Regions from separate parts of the Mus musculus genome. Here all the other regions are linked to region 5. Evidence: chromatin contacts called from public Hi-C and HiChIP or PLAC-seq data. All regions are on one chromosome and are shown on one strand. Each heading gives the region's core, a stretch centred on a gene start, on an enhancer-like site or on the middle of the called end of the contact. The rest is flanking DNA. Distances are from core to core; before and after follow the strand shown. Region 1 has its middle 11 kb from the start of Gm38137. Region 2 overlaps Gm34649 (a long non-coding RNA gene). Region 3 overlaps Gm38137 (a long non-coding RNA gene). Region 4 has its middle 30 kb from the start of Gm38137. Region 5 overlaps Abi2 (abl-interactor 2).

Region 1 (2,700 bases), core at 74-2,573, 390 kb after region 5:
CAAATCACTCTTGCAATGAAGAAAGTAGACATAAATATAAGCTCTGCTGACTGCAAAGCATTCCCAGTGACTTGAATATGATTCAGGGCTGCCAGCATTCATTCTGTGGTGTGGAAGCTGCGGGAAAGGCCAGGGGTGGGAGAGCTGAATGACTGGCCTTTGTGTTCCAATTATAGTCAGCTTGAGTTGCTAGAAAGAGATAGGAATGTCTGCTGTCAATTTCCTTTAGAAAAAGATAGATCAGAATTCATTTTGTGTCACTGCCTCTGGCTTGCCTCTGGCTTGCCGAGCTTGCCGCTGCCCCCAGAGTGAAAGGTCTTTCACGCAGTTATTATTGGAGATTGCATTTCTGATTCCAGACTGTACATTAATAAATTAAGGCCATGACTAGTAATATTCACCAAATGAAAATACTGCAACAAGTACAAGCCTTTTAAATGGCCTCAGACAATGAAGCTTTTTCAGACCCCGTTCCTTCATGCTTGTTATCGCTGAAAAGCATTTTTGTAGCCTTTATTAAAAATGGGGAAAGATCACGTTTGAAAGCATGGGCTTTTGAAGCCTCTCTTGTTATAAGCGTGTATATGAGGAACATGCAGAAAACATAACTAGCTGAGCAAGGCAGAAATTAAGGAAAGTAAAGCTGATATGTGTGAACCTTTTTTTGCATGCCTTTTTAATATGAGAGGGTCTAAAGTCAATGTTGGTTTTTTTTTTTTTTTCGAATGGCTTTAGGTATCTTTCTCAATTGTGTGCCTTTTTTGCTGTGTTACCATAGTGAGTAATATTAATAGAATCCAAATACTAAACCCTTGACCTGATTCTTGATTATTATGTCATATTCATTAGGTATTCTATCTAAATTCATCCATTTCTTCCCCAACATTATTGATGATAATCAGCTCCTTCTGCCCACTATAATGAAGCAGCTGTGTGAGCTGTGCAAGGACAATATTAACTCTACAGCCATGTGACTTAAGAGGAAAGTTGTCACTCTGAGATAGCCAGAAACAAAGGGCAAGCAAAGGGCAGCAGTAGTATGCAAATATGGAGCTCCTGGTGTTTAGGGGTTCCCCTCCCACACGCTCTGCTTTCCTTTAGAACACGTGTTTCCATTAAGAAACAACCCAACCATTAATCCCTTCAGATAAGCTCACAATGTTTCACATAATCTAAGAATAATGTCTCAAAGATGAGACCGGCTCGTTTGGTTACGCTATCAACACCGTTTGCAATCCTCCATCCACTGTTCCCTTTTAAGTCCGTGCTCAGGGGCCTCTCTTATAGCCATTACTAAACAATCAAGGGGTGTGGGGGAAGTATGGAGCAGAACTATGAGGAAGTAAGAATGGAGAAGCCTCGAAGCAGAGCTCCAGCAATAAGTTGCCCCGAGGGTGGGTGTGGCTAGAATGGACTCTTAGCTTGAATTTCCAGGTGTGGAATCTACAAGACAGTTGAGGACGAGGTTCTGGAACTCTGTAGAGGATTTGGGTTAAGTGTCCATAGATCACAGTGATTGGCTTGTAGGTGGTACTAAGTGGAGTCCCGGGAATGTATGAAATTACACACGGAGCAAGCGGAGAGAGCGGCGAGCAGTAAGAAAGGCATCATGAAAGGACAACATGCCTGTGGATAGAGAGAAGGGAGACAGGAAACAGTTTAGCAAGAAGTCTGGAAGGAAAAAGAAAAAAGCAAGTCTCCTTTTGTGACTTTAACCTTGTCTTGCTCCAGGCTTCCCCACCCCCTGTGACTAACCACCTGCCAGCTGTGTCTTAAGCAAACAGCTGTCTCTGATGACTTCCTATCTCCTCTCCTCAGCAAGTCTTATCAATTCCTAATGATACCTGAATTTGTTCTCTCCTCTTTCTCTTTCCATTGGAACCCTCGATGTCCCTCTGACCTGTTAACCTAACGTCTCTGCCCTGGACAATGGAAGTAGTCTCTTCACTGGTCCTCTGCCTCTGATCCTGACCCCTACCCCTTACCTGGACACTTACTGGCCACTGAGGAGAGTACTTACAAAGCATGACGACCCCTACCATTGCTCTGCTCTGCTTAAGTCCTAGCTTGCTTCTACGGCATAGCACAGCTTAGCATTCCTGCCAGACTCTCAAGCCTCAGCCTGAACTCATCCCCCTCCCACTCCCCAAACCCAGCTGGAGTGACCCTCTTGCTATTTTTTTGAGTATACCAAATTCTTCCCATGGCACTGTCTCTGCTATTCCTCCATGTAAAGTGGTCTGCCCCAGACCTACACAGGACCGGAACTGTTTTTCAACGAGGCCTCACCTTAAGAGCTGCCTCCAAAGAGGGGATTTCCCTAGCCACGGGGTCAAATTGGCAGAGAGTGTTTAAGTTGCTAGAGCCTTTGTTAATAAGGTATCTCCCACTAGGTGGCTTAAACAATAGACACTAAGTATCTCCTGGTGGAGAGAAACCTGAGACAAAGGTTTGTTTCCCTCTGTGAGCTAGAGATTGTTACAGGCTGTCCTCAGGCTTGCGTGTTGGCAGGCATCTCCTTTTATCCTGTTGGATTCCTCTATGGGTGCCTCTGTCCAAAGCCCCTCCTCTATCAGGCTATGGCTCACTGGAGTAAGGTTCACGCCCATGTGTTCATTTTAACCCGGTTACCTCTATAAGGAGGATTTGGACACTAGAACCTCAATAAATGGGAGAGGGGCACAGCTCAACCCACAAACA
Region 2 (2,700 bases), core at 102-2,601, 480 kb after region 5:
TAAAGTTCTGCATCATCAAGGACATGGATGGACCATAGGCATGATCAGGGCACCCAACTTAGCTGAGGATACAACTGTCTTCTGTTATAGCATTCTTGAGTCATGTGGTCAAAGGTCTCTATCTTTGGAGAGGAAGTGAGTTCCTTAAGATGAGAATGGTCTGGTAAGAAGGGGCACCAGAGTATAACTTATATGGGTGACATGTTATCTAAAACACTCTGGGATAAGGGAATGCCTTAGTGGTCGAGAGCATGTACTGTTCTTGTAGAAGACCCATGTTCAGAAACCTAGATCTGATGACTCACAACCACCCACAACTCCAGCTACAAGGGGTCTAACACCCTCTTCTGACCTCTAGTGGCATCCACACTTACACATGCACATAATTTTAAAACAAAAATAGCAAATCTAAAATACTGGATACCATGATGCATGAGATCTGGAGTCACGAACTGTGTGGTGGGCCATCTCTGTCTCACTTACCCCGGGTCTCAGCTTATTCCTTTTCTTTTTGCTCATCTTGACTTAACCCTTTAAATGCCTGGGTGACCTTATCTTTGTCGCCTAGAGCGGCTCATCCTGTTGGCAGAGGTCCCCATCCCTTCTCATCTCTTAGCTTTGCTTGACAAACACCAGTTACTCCATCTTGTCCTTTTCAGAACTGGCATTGGCTTAAGACACAGAGTGTATTGTATGCCACCTGTCCAGAGAGATGTGACCTGTGCTCTCCTGCTCAGGAGTTATTAACTAGGGCTCTCCAGTGTCTCTTTTCTAATGGGAATCCCTCCAACCTGTTAAGACAAACCAACAGGGTTTGGAAAACTTCCTTCAGTGGGAGGGGTAACAAACATACTTATTGGAAAAGTGAAAAGAAAGCTTGTGTTTGAGCTCCTCTGCAGATTGTGTTTGGAAAGGGGAAATGAGAGAGAAGCAAGCATGGGGTTTTTCCCCTTTGGTATTGCTCCCTTGCTTTATCTCCCTGTTCCAACTCCTTTGCTTCCAATTTCTCTACCTCTTGCTACAGTTCTAAGAGTGGTCAGGAAACAAGGTACCATTTCTACACACCCGGACATGGGTGATTCTCTCTCTCTGCTGTGGCACAAGGCAAAGAGCTGCTTTCTTGGGTAGGAGGGGCTGGGTGAGGGCACACATCCCCTTTGGAAGATTTCCAGGATCTTAATTAGAAAAAGAAGATTTTCAGCCTAGAAGGTAGTAACCAGATTTGATCTTCAAATGATGGCAATTAACTGACTTTTCTTTAGTTTTTTCAAAACAGGATATTGCTGGTCAGGTGTGCAGCTCTTGTGGTATCGCTAGGTGTTCTCCCTAATGCACTGAGGGCATGAGCTATAGGCTCACACTCAAGCAATAGCTGAGTCTTCTTGCCTCTGATTGGGTTTCCTATGCTATGTGGTCCATATGATGGCCTGAAAACTAATGTAGCCTCAGCAATGGACTGCAGATAGAGAATTTGCTACCACTAAACAAATCCCAGAGAAAATTGTACTCAGATCCACAAATGGTACCTTCTGACTTATGGAGCTTCTCTTGAGTTTTGAAATTCAGTTCCTCTTCTCTCTTTCACTTCCCACTACAAAGTGCTGACTTAGCTTCAAAATTTCTTTTTGGTGATCTTTTTACCCTACTTGGAACTTCTATAGAGATTTTTCTTTTTTTTCCCCCTTCCTGTTATTTTCATTTTTGAGCATTTATGGGGTATTTGATGTGAATGCCAATGGGCCCAGACCATAGGTTTAATCTTCATTGTGGGGCTCTTTAAGATTGCCAGCAGAGAATTCTGTGGTTTGTAAAATTCCAGTTGGTAAGAAAGTTTCTTCCCCTACTTTGTTTCTATTGTGGCCTTTTCCTCTCCTCAATCTTCTGTGTTTGTGAATATTAAGGGTATGGAAGTAGCTTATTACTGCCAAACCCTGTGGCCCCTGCTTTCTAGAAAAACCACAGAACTGTAGTGCCATTCTCAATAGCCTCTCTCCCTTTGCAGAATCTCCCCCCCCCCCCTTGACATGAAAGTCTCTGAGCCTGTATGTTACCTTTTAACTTTTCTCTATTTCACTTGTAAATGTCAAGATCTACGGTTTGAGTTTCACGGTAAAGGAGGCGACCATCGCTGGCTCTCATGTATCTGCCTTCTTCTTCAGCTTAAAGAACAGGTTCAGCAAGGAGGCCTGTCCCTTCTCCTGCTCTACCCTCATCTCCACCAGCACCTTGGCCATTAGCATTTGTCAAGGATAGATTCATTGGTGTTTGTGTGGGTCACGTGAATCTGTCTTTTGTTGGCTTAGATCCAGAAGTCTATTGATGAAAGACCTTGGTAGCTAATTTTATCTGTTCACTGGTCCACACGATGCCCAGATACTTGATAATGCCACCAATTATTTCCTCATCCTCAGGCTAATCTCAATCTAAACTAGAAGCATATAGCGACTCCCCTGGGGCTCTGTTGGCTATCAGCAGACCTTTAGACTTTGCCAGCCTCTATAGTTGCACGAGCCAATTTTTCTTTCTTTAGATGCCCCAACTCTTTTTCTCTGCTCCTTTTTTGGAGACCTCTAACATGTTAGGCTCTTTTAGGTTGGAGAAATGGCTCTGTTAGTTAAGTGTTTTTCATGCAAGACTGAGAACCATCAGAGTTAAGAGCTCCAGAACCCTTGCAAAGGCCAAGTGGGTGTGGCAGCTTGC
Region 3 (2,700 bases), core at 159-2,658, 410 kb after region 5:
GCTAGAGAACTGTTGTTCTGTTGACAACATATTTGTAGTTGTTGTCATCCATATATTCATCCCGGGTCTGATGTAGTGAGTGAGATGCATTCAAATCAGCATGTTAGCACTGTGTTCATAGCCCAATATTGATAAAACAATCCACTTAACCCACCATCCTCTGGAATGAAGTCGGTGGCTGGATACAGCCATGGGTGCATCCTAGGACCTTAAGTCCTCTGGTCTACTTACTCTTCATATGGTAAGAGTGTGGGAGTGAGGAGCAGCAGGAACTAGGAACGATGTTGGACCCTCTCTGGACTTCCTACCTCAGTTAAAGTGTAGATTGTGGGCGTACCCAGGCACCAAAGGAAATTTAATCCTCAAGAGAAGGGACCACTGGCATAAGGTGCAAGGGTTGGGGATCTCCTTCCAGCAGCTAAGCTGATGAGACCTTTAGAATTTCATTTTGCATTCATAAAAATTGTATTAGTGGAGCCTTTGTTGCTGCTGCTGGTGGTGGTAGTGGTGCGTGCGTGCGTGCGTGCGTGCGTGCGTGCGTGTGTGTGTGTTGTGTGATGCTGTAGAGGAGACAGCACAGAGGTTTCACTTTTGCTGGCTTTGATTCAAACCTTAGCTATGCCCCTTATAAATGAATGAATCACGTGGAACCTTGTCATATGTCAGAATCGAACCCGGTAATCATAGGCGTGACAGACATTACAGCTTTTTCACACTCACTCATGCTTATTATTATTTCTACCAATGTCATGATGTGTATTTGAGAGGGCACGTGTTAAAAAAAAACCTGGAATGTAATAGGCACGTCATACATTTCAATGTATTGATGAAGTCTAGCGATGATATGTTCTCTCTTACTCTCCGAGAGAGAACGGACATTCAGAGCACTTGCTCAGTCTGTGGTATACCTACTATCATTGACTAATTACAAATACCACTAAGGTGTCACTGAATGTGGGTGGCATGGATAAGACATGCCAGTAACTGGCTCTTCTGAGCAGGTACAAGCCAGCTCACCATCCATCCACCGACTGAACTCTGATGTGCTGGGCACAATTCAGTGCTGGAGAGATACAGTGTGGACTACAATTGAGTTTTACATTAGCTTCTCTGTTCTCTCTCTCTCTCACTCTCTCTCTCTCTCTCTCTCTCTCTCTCTCTCTCTCTCTCTCTCTCTCCTTCTTTCTTTTTTTCCTTCCCCAACAGAAGGCACGGGCCTCCAAAATACTTTGTAACTAGTTCCAGGTAAAGAAGTACAAACTTAGTGACCTCATAAGGTATGTCTTTGTGGTCTGCTGGAGCCAGAGGCAGAAATGTGACATCTGACCTCTTTACAAGCCACAACTGTTACTGCCACAGAGCTGAGAAGGGTGTGAATAAAGCCTGAAACGCTTGCTGCTCCTCTTACTGGTTTTGGGGTTAATGTTGGTGGAGAGACCTCATTTCCTGGAGGCTCACTCAGCAATACGACAAGGAGAAGGTGATGGTGCAGCCAGTCATTACCATTTGAACCTAATGACCCCGGTGAGAATAAGAGTCATTTCCCAGCTGTATGAGGTCACACCTATTAGCCATGCCCACATCTCTTACTCCCAAAGGACTTCATAGTCAGGGATTCCATTATGAGCAACATCTGATATTCTTAATAGGAAAGCAGGTCACCTGTCCTCAAAGCAGGGAAAGGAATTTTGTGAAGATCATGGAAAGAAACCCACTGAAAAATGTCTTTATAGACTGCCTGGGTATGTGCAGATGGATAAAACCAACCAGCAAGAAGAAACAGGTTGTCTTTGTTTGTTTGTTTTGTTTTGTTTTGAGACAGGGTTTCTCTGTATAGCCCTGGCTGTCCTGGAACTCACTTTGTAGACCAGGCTGGCCTCGAACTCAGAAATCCACCTGTCTCTGCTTCCCGAGTGCTGGGATTAAAGGCATGCACCACCACGCCCGGCTTAGTTTGTCTTTTCTTTATTGCCTTGAGTCATCCGTATACTGTAGGCTGCTTTATGTCATTTCTTAGAAGGTGATTTCTTTTTCAGGTTAAGTTTCCATATAGGGTGATATTAAGGAGGGAGAATACAATGCAAACAGCCACTGCTGTTTAGAAATGGCTGTTAAAGTCATGTTAATATCTTCCCTGTTTAACACTATACTTGGTTGGAATTTGATATAAATAGGGACCCTGATGGGTATGTATGGAATTATTGAGATTGTTTCATTCATTCATTGATTCATTAATTCATTCATTCATTTTCAACCATACATAAAATTATGAACGGAGGCTGGAGATATGGCTCAGTGATTAAGAGCAAGCACTTGCTGTTCCTGCAGGAGACCTGTGTTCTGTCACTAGCACCCACATGTTGACTCACAGCTGTCCAGTCCCAGGGGATCTGAGACCCTCTCCATCCGAGAGCACTAGGCACACATGTGCTTTGCATATATACATGTAGGCAAAAACATTGTTATACACATAAACTGTAATTTGAAAATCAAATAAAATGAAAAAGAAAATTACAGCATGTATTTAATGTGAATTCCTACTACCTCCCCAAGCTTTGTCATAAAGAAAATCTCTCAGGATTTCAAAAAACGGCTCCATAGTATAAATAGAACAAATTAAGACTCATGGGTAATAAGAAAGAAACTGCAGTTTATTTTTGGAACTGGAATGGGTCTGGATGGGGAGCATTTTCGTTTCAG
Region 4 (2,700 bases), core at 87-2,586, 370 kb after region 5:
TTGGCTGTTACTGATTGTGTTTTTATGATAGTGTCTAGGTATTTGGGTTTGAGAAGATTTTAATTGTAGGTTCTGATATCTGGTCTTGTCTTTGTTGAATATGTGTTTTGTTCCTTGGTTTCTGGTGTCTTCTCAGGTTCTTAGGAGGGTGTGATGGCTGTGTGTTGTCTGGTAGGAAATTCTTCTGGGATCCTGATAGGTGTGGCCACCGGGGTTCCCGGTAAAATGTGTTTCTAGTTATTAGGAGCTGGAATTTAGGAATGGGGATGGGCTGGGGGCACTGTGGGGGTCCACAGGAGGGAGCAAAACAGGGTATTCTATTCCAGAAATGGGGGCAAAGAGTGAGGAGAGGCCACAACAGGGTGTCTGCTACAGAGGTGGGATGAGACTTGGGGACTGAATACAGAGGAGAGAGTGAGGAGTTGAAGCTTGCCTACCTGCTTTCTGGACTACTTGCTTCTCAGGCAGGCTTGGCTGGTGGACTCCCAGGAAATGCCTGCTGGTGTTGGGGCAGGGACAACAGGATGAGCTGGGGAAAGGAAAGTTGGAGGAGAAAGTTTACCGTGGTCCATTGGAGGTGGGGGCAGAGAGGAAGGGGAGGCCACAGCAGGTAGAGAGCTGGAAATGACTGGGGAATTGGCTTTGGAAGAGAGAAGAGGGGTGAAGAGCTACAGTTATTTTACCTGCTTCTCTGGCTGAAGTGCAAGTAAGGTATTTTGAATAGTCTAGTTGATAGCTATACTTTGAAAGAACAATTGAAAATAGAATCATTCCTCAATTTTGACAAGGAAGCTATGTATTTAAGCAAGGGAGAATGTTTACTTTCTGTTTTCTCTTGTGGGAACAGCATGTGTTTAGCTCAGCCAGAAGTGAGAATATACATTCAGAATTGTTCAAAGCATAGTTGAAATCATACCAGAATTCTATTTCCAAAGCAACAACTGTACTATGTGGCCTCAGTTCCTGGTTGTCAGTGTCAGCTAATTGTTGATAAATTGAAGATAACAATAATCCCTAGTGACAGATTTCTGAGGTTCATATGAAATAATTTGCATTAATCACCTGCCCTGGATCAGAGTAAATGACATGCCTTATAAAGAGATAGGTCACAATGTAGCTCTAGAGTAAAAAAATAAAAATAAACAAAGATAAATAAAGACAGTTACTCCAAGGGTCACAGTCTTGGTCACCAATGGGGCTACAGTATTCCTGCAAGTACTCTGGAGTACTTCTTCGTAAAAGTCAGAGGTTTATAAAACAATTAGTGTATGTGTGAGGAAAACAGCATGACTCAATAGGGCCAGTGTTCAAAGATCGTGCCCACTTTCCCAGAAACAAAATTGAAACTTGAGATTTCTGTCATGAGTCAGAAACCTTCAAAGCCTTTTCATGATGTTGATAATGGCAAAGGTTGGTTATTTTGCTCATCAATGTCTTTATTACCCCAAAGCCATACAGATTTAAGGTAACAAAAAATTTTTAAGTAGAACATTATATGTTCAATGTCTCTGATAGGCATGTAATTAATTATTTTTAATCAAACATATTCTGTTTGAACTTATCAAACTATCTTCAGAAAAACTAGCTATTTTGCTTTGCACTGAGGTGGCAATGGAGGATAAAATACTCCCTGATAAATTTATAATCTGAGTCTCACTTCTCCACAATTTTGGTGCTGGGATATCTGAAGTATCTGTGGTTTTCTTATCACTAGTGGATAGGGGAAGAAAACAGTAGTGATTTAGAAGTAAATGAAATTTGTGTGGGCCAAATAAAAATTTTGCTGATATGATACCATGCGATATGGTATGATGTGTTATGATATTCCCTAATGACATCTATGGGATTACTTTACCCATTTTTAGCCTGGTGTGTGTGTGGGCTCCAGTGGACACATCTACAATCCAAGTCCTACATCTGGATAGGATAGGAAGTTTTTAAGACCCAGAATATGTGTAAGTCTGTGTGAGATTGTATCTCCTAGAAACGACAGGGAAGCTACACCTAGGATACCTCTACAATATGTCCACCTAAGCAAGACTTGAATAAGTACACCAACAAAGATGCCAACATGGAAGGGGAAATGTCTTACAGAGTTCTGCTACTAGACAAAGAACTACAAGTAACTAATAACAACTGAGTGGGGGAAAGAGGGAGAGGGAGAGGGAGAGGGAGAGGGGGAGGGGAGAGAGAGGGAGAGGGAGAGAGGAGAGAGAATTAGCCTCTCCAGGTGTACTGGCTGCTTTTGTGTCAACTTGACATAGTATGGAGTTATCACAGGTGAGGAAATGCTTACATGAGATCCAGCTGTGGGGCAGATCCAGCTGCGGGGCATTTTCTCAATTAGTGATCAAGGGGGAAAGGCCCCTTGTGGGTGGGACCATCTCTGGGCTGGTAGTCTTGGGTCTATAAGAAAGCAAGCTGAGCAAGCCAGGGGAAGCATCCCCCCCCCCCATGTAAGTAGCATCCCCTCCCCCATGGCCTCTGCTTCAGCTCCTGTTTTCTGACTTGCTTGAGTTCCAGTCCTGACCTCCTTTGGTGATGAATAGCAGTGTGGAAGTGTAGGCTGAATAAACTCTTTCCACCCCAACTTGCTTCTCGGTTATGATGTTTGTGCAGGAATAGAAACTCCGACTAAGACACCAGGAATGAATCCCCTAACTGTGTATCCAATACCAAGTGGTTAGCTTTGAAACCACT
Region 5 (2,700 bases), core at 52-2,551:
CACGGGTGCCAGAACAAGGTACTGGATCCCCTGAAATTGGAGTTATAGACAGTAGTGAACTGCTGTGTGGTTACTGGGAATCGAACCTAGGTTCCTCTGGAGCAAGTGCCCTTAACCACTGGATCATGTTTCTAGCCTTTCACTATTGTATTTTTAATAAAAATAATGTAACTCATTCTAAATTCAGAGACATTTTGTGGTTCTAAGGTAAAGGTCTTACCATATAAGGAGTAATTTTTTTTTATTAGATATTTACCTGATTTACATTTCAAATGTTGTCCCCTTTCCTGGTTTCCCCTCCGAAAACCCCCTAACCCTTCCCACCTCCCCCTGCTCACCAGCCCACCCACACCAGCTTCTTGGCCCTGGCCTTCCCCTACACTGGGGCATAGAACCTTCACAGATCCAAGGGCCTCTCCTCTCATTGATGACCGACTAGTCTATCCTCTGCTACATATGCAGCTAGAGCCATGAGTCCCACCATGTGTACTCTGGTTGGTGATTTAGTCTCTGATAACTTTGGGGATCCTGGTTAGTTCATATTGTTGTTTCTCCTGTGGGGCTGCAAACTCCTTCAACTCCTTGGGATAAGGAGTCATCTTGTATACATAATGGGAACATACAATTTATAGGGTTGCTTCCCATTTCTGTTTTTGTCGTTACTGAGAATGGAATTTAAAGCCTTTTGCATACAATGATGTGTTCTAATACTGAGCTGTGCCCAACTTCTACTTCCTGGACTTTTCTGATCACAGGAATGCACAGAACCAGGTAGAACTGAATTCTGGTTAGATGAATTTTAGAAAATTTTCCAAGAGTAGAAAAGCAACTGTTTCAGAGTAATTCTTTTAGGAAGTCTGACATTGGCTTTTCCAAGGCTGCTTTTCGTGGCCATCTTGATGGCCTCACGTTTAGAAAAGAAGTGTATTCATCTGTAAGCATCATCTGAGCTGGGCTATGTTGGTGCAGGCCTTAAATCCCTCTCTGGAGTTCAAGGCCAACCTGGTCTGCAGAGTAAGTTCTAGGACACTCAGGGCTACACAGAGAAACCCTGTCTTGACATTCCTGCCCCAATTAATAAGCCTAATTTGCCCATAAAAAGACTTGTAAAGATTATGTATATACTCCTCCCCCACCCCAAGTACAAAAGTCATTGTTTTACTTGGTAAATTAAACAATAGCTGAAGAGAGAGTTTCTGTTGAGAGGAAGGAAGGAAGTTTGTGTCTGGTAAGAGGAGATGTTTGGTCTTACAGGATGTCTATGCACACTCTGCATCCTTCTTTCTTGTGGTCCTGTGCTGCTGTTTTTCTGCTGTAGCTGCTGTCTAGCTGCTTGTTGAAAGAGGTATTACAGCTGTGTCAGCAGGAGACCCAATCTTCTGAGTCAGGTTCTTACTGCCAGGAAGTGAGATTTCAGGGAAAATCCAACTAAAATTATCTTTTGAAGGAAGGAACCATTTTCGGAGGGTGAGTTGGTTTTCCTCCTATCTAGATTCTCTTCAGAGTGATCTACTGAGCTGTCCTTCTGCTTTGTACTTGTTCTTGCATGTCTGTGTCCACCATCAGCCATGACCACTCTACTGAGAGCTTCTGACTTGTTGATTTTTAATATATCACACCCATGTTTTCTTGTTGTCTTTCATTTTTATGCTGAAGTTACCCTCATTCATTTCATTTAAGAAAATCTCAGCTGTTCGATTTTACCAATGAAGACTCAGGAGCCAGAGGCTGGGGTGAATGGCTGCTAGCTCAGAGAGGCAGAGAAAGAACCCAGCTGAACTTCTTCCTTAGCTAACATTCCAGAAGGAATCCCCTCTCTCAAGGTCTCAAAAACCTCCTTCCAAATCATTGTCCCTCCTTCCTACTTCCTGTGTGTCTCTCTATCCTTCCTCCTGACTCCCTCTTACTCTGTTTTTTTTTCTTAATAATCCTATGTTTACTTCCTGTCAGATGGTTGTTAGCTCTGCCCCCCGCCCCTCTTTTTTTTTTTTTTTTTTTTTTTCGTTTTTCTCTGTGTAGCAGTGGCTGTCCTGGAACTCACTCTGTAGACCAGGCTAGCCTGGAACTCAGAAATTCGCCTGTCTCTGCCTCAAGGTGTGCGCCACCACGCCCAGCTCGCTCTGCCTCTTGACCTTTGGTTGTCTTTATTTAATTCCGTTTACAATAAACAGCTCTTGGATTATAAATGTGTGGGCTAGGGCTGAGCCACTCTATAGCTAAAAACAGGTTATTTCCAGTAAACAATACAATCTTGGGGTTCACAGTGTGATAAACTATCCAGCAGCAGTTATGTCATATCTCTTTACCACCTTGTGCTTTTCAAGTACTTAATTACCAAGGTTAATGAGTTAATAGCTTCTTTACCTTTCCTCCTGCAGGTTAAAAAACTCTGTGTCCCTTTGTCCTTTTGCTGTTCTTTCTATGCTAACTAAATTGTTTTCTGTACTGGTTTGCCTACAGTGTTACTAAGTTCTTTTTGTTTCTAGAATCTGCCTTGATTTAACTGTGTTGCCAGGCTTAGATTAGGCTTTTGAAGAAAAGTCTTTTCTACCACTATGTGAAATAGGGTTGCATTATCTGTTTTTCAAATCATATTTGTGGATTAGATTCAAAGGATCTTGTCATCTAAACAGAAAATGTAACATCAAGAATTTGAGGCAGAGTGACTTAAAAAAAATCAGTCTCTTTGTTGATAGTGCA

The links. Hi-C and Micro-C count contacts between places; a contact is called where the count stands out from the background. HiChIP or PLAC-seq counts read pairs in DNA pulled down with a chosen protein or histone mark.
Region 1: a Hi-C map of bone marrow-derived macrophages shows a contact between it and region 5, with 18 read pairs. The contact joins two enhancer-like sites. A contact is called at or near these places in 1 of 39 promoter capture datasets (hippocampal neurons), 2 of 15 datasets of contacts at CTCF or cohesin (large pre-B cells and pro-B cells), 32 of 484 Hi-C or Micro-C datasets (B cells, CD8 T cells, the G1E-ER4 cell line and 18 more), 18 of 115 datasets of contacts at active chromatin or transcription factors (T-cell acute lymphoblastic leukemia, cardiomyocytes, embryonic basal ganglia and 9 more) and 2 of 9 other capture datasets (bone marrow-derived macrophages and embryonic stem cells).
Region 2: an H3K27ac HiChIP or PLAC-seq map of thymic regulatory T cells shows a contact between it and region 5, with 8 times the contacts expected there. The contact joins two enhancer-like sites. A contact is called at or near these places in 2 of 15 datasets of contacts at CTCF or cohesin (large pre-B cells and pro-B cells), 25 of 484 Hi-C or Micro-C datasets (B cells, CD4 T cells, CD8 T cells and 10 more) and 6 of 115 datasets of contacts at active chromatin or transcription factors (T-cell acute lymphoblastic leukemia, epiblast stem cells, large pre-B cells and 3 more).
Region 3: a BATF HiChIP or PLAC-seq map of CD8 T cells shows a contact between it and region 5, with 5 read pairs. The contact joins two enhancer-like sites. A contact is called at or near these places in 1 of 39 promoter capture datasets (neural stem cells), 5 of 15 datasets of contacts at CTCF or cohesin (CD8 T cells, embryonic stem cells, large pre-B cells and 2 more), 80 of 484 Hi-C or Micro-C datasets (B cells, the C10 cell line, CD4 T cells and 30 more), 19 of 115 datasets of contacts at active chromatin or transcription factors (CD8 T cells, T-cell acute lymphoblastic leukemia, bone marrow-derived macrophages and 13 more) and 3 of 9 other capture datasets (adipose tissue, bone marrow-derived macrophages and liver).
Region 4: a Hi-C map of CD8 T cells shows a contact between it and region 5, with 1.8 times the contacts expected there. The contact joins two enhancer-like sites. A contact is called at or near these places in 3 of 484 Hi-C or Micro-C datasets (CD8 T cells, bone marrow-derived macrophages and nephron progenitors) and 2 of 115 datasets of contacts at active chromatin or transcription factors (bone marrow-derived macrophages and large pre-B cells).

Annotation. Positions count from the first base shown.
Region 1 is chr1:60,851,223-60,853,922 of GRCm38.p6, forward strand. No RefSeq gene overlaps it. Among named protein-coding and RNA genes, the nearest start is that of Gm38137, 11 kb to the right of the region's middle. Within about 2 kb of position 1,324, at least 123 of the 459 cell types and tissues checked have an H3K27ac peak or open chromatin away from gene starts, as enhancers often do. A contact at or near this core is called in CD8 T cells, T-cell acute lymphoblastic leukemia, Th1 cells and 2 more, where this site is marked.
Region 2 is chr1:60,939,875-60,942,574 of GRCm38.p6, forward strand. All of the region lies in intron 9 of Gm34649 (a long non-coding RNA gene), which reads left to right. Among named protein-coding and RNA genes, the nearest start is that of Gm34649, 20 kb to the left of the region's middle. Within about 2 kb of position 1,352, at least 58 of the 459 cell types and tissues checked have an H3K27ac peak or open chromatin away from gene starts, as enhancers often do. A contact at or near this core is called in CD8 T cells, T-cell acute lymphoblastic leukemia, Th1 cells and 3 more, where this site is marked.
Region 3 is chr1:60,874,038-60,876,737 of GRCm38.p6, forward strand. The region is part of intron 2 of Gm38137 (a long non-coding RNA gene); the gene reads left to right. Among named protein-coding and RNA genes, the nearest start is that of Gm38137, 12 kb to the left of the region's middle. Within about 2 kb of position 1,409, at least 17 of the 459 cell types and tissues checked have an H3K27ac peak or open chromatin away from gene starts, as enhancers often do. A contact at or near this core is called in CD8 T cells and Th1 cells, where this site is marked.
Region 4 is chr1:60,832,540-60,835,239 of GRCm38.p6, forward strand. No RefSeq gene overlaps it. Among named protein-coding and RNA genes, the nearest start is that of Gm38137, 30 kb to the right of the region's middle. Within about 2 kb of position 1,337, at least 12 of the 459 cell types and tissues checked have an H3K27ac peak or open chromatin away from gene starts, as enhancers often do. A contact at or near this core is called in CD8 T cells, where this site is marked.
Region 5 is chr1:60,459,535-60,462,234 of GRCm38.p6, forward strand. The region is part of intron 9 of Abi2 (abl-interactor 2); the gene reads left to right. Among named protein-coding and RNA genes, the nearest start is that of Abi2, 51 kb to the left of the region's middle. Within about 2 kb of position 1,302, at least 34 of the 459 cell types and tissues checked have an H3K27ac peak or open chromatin away from gene starts, as enhancers often do. A contact at or near this core is called in CD8 T cells, T-cell acute lymphoblastic leukemia, Th1 cells and 4 more, where this site is marked.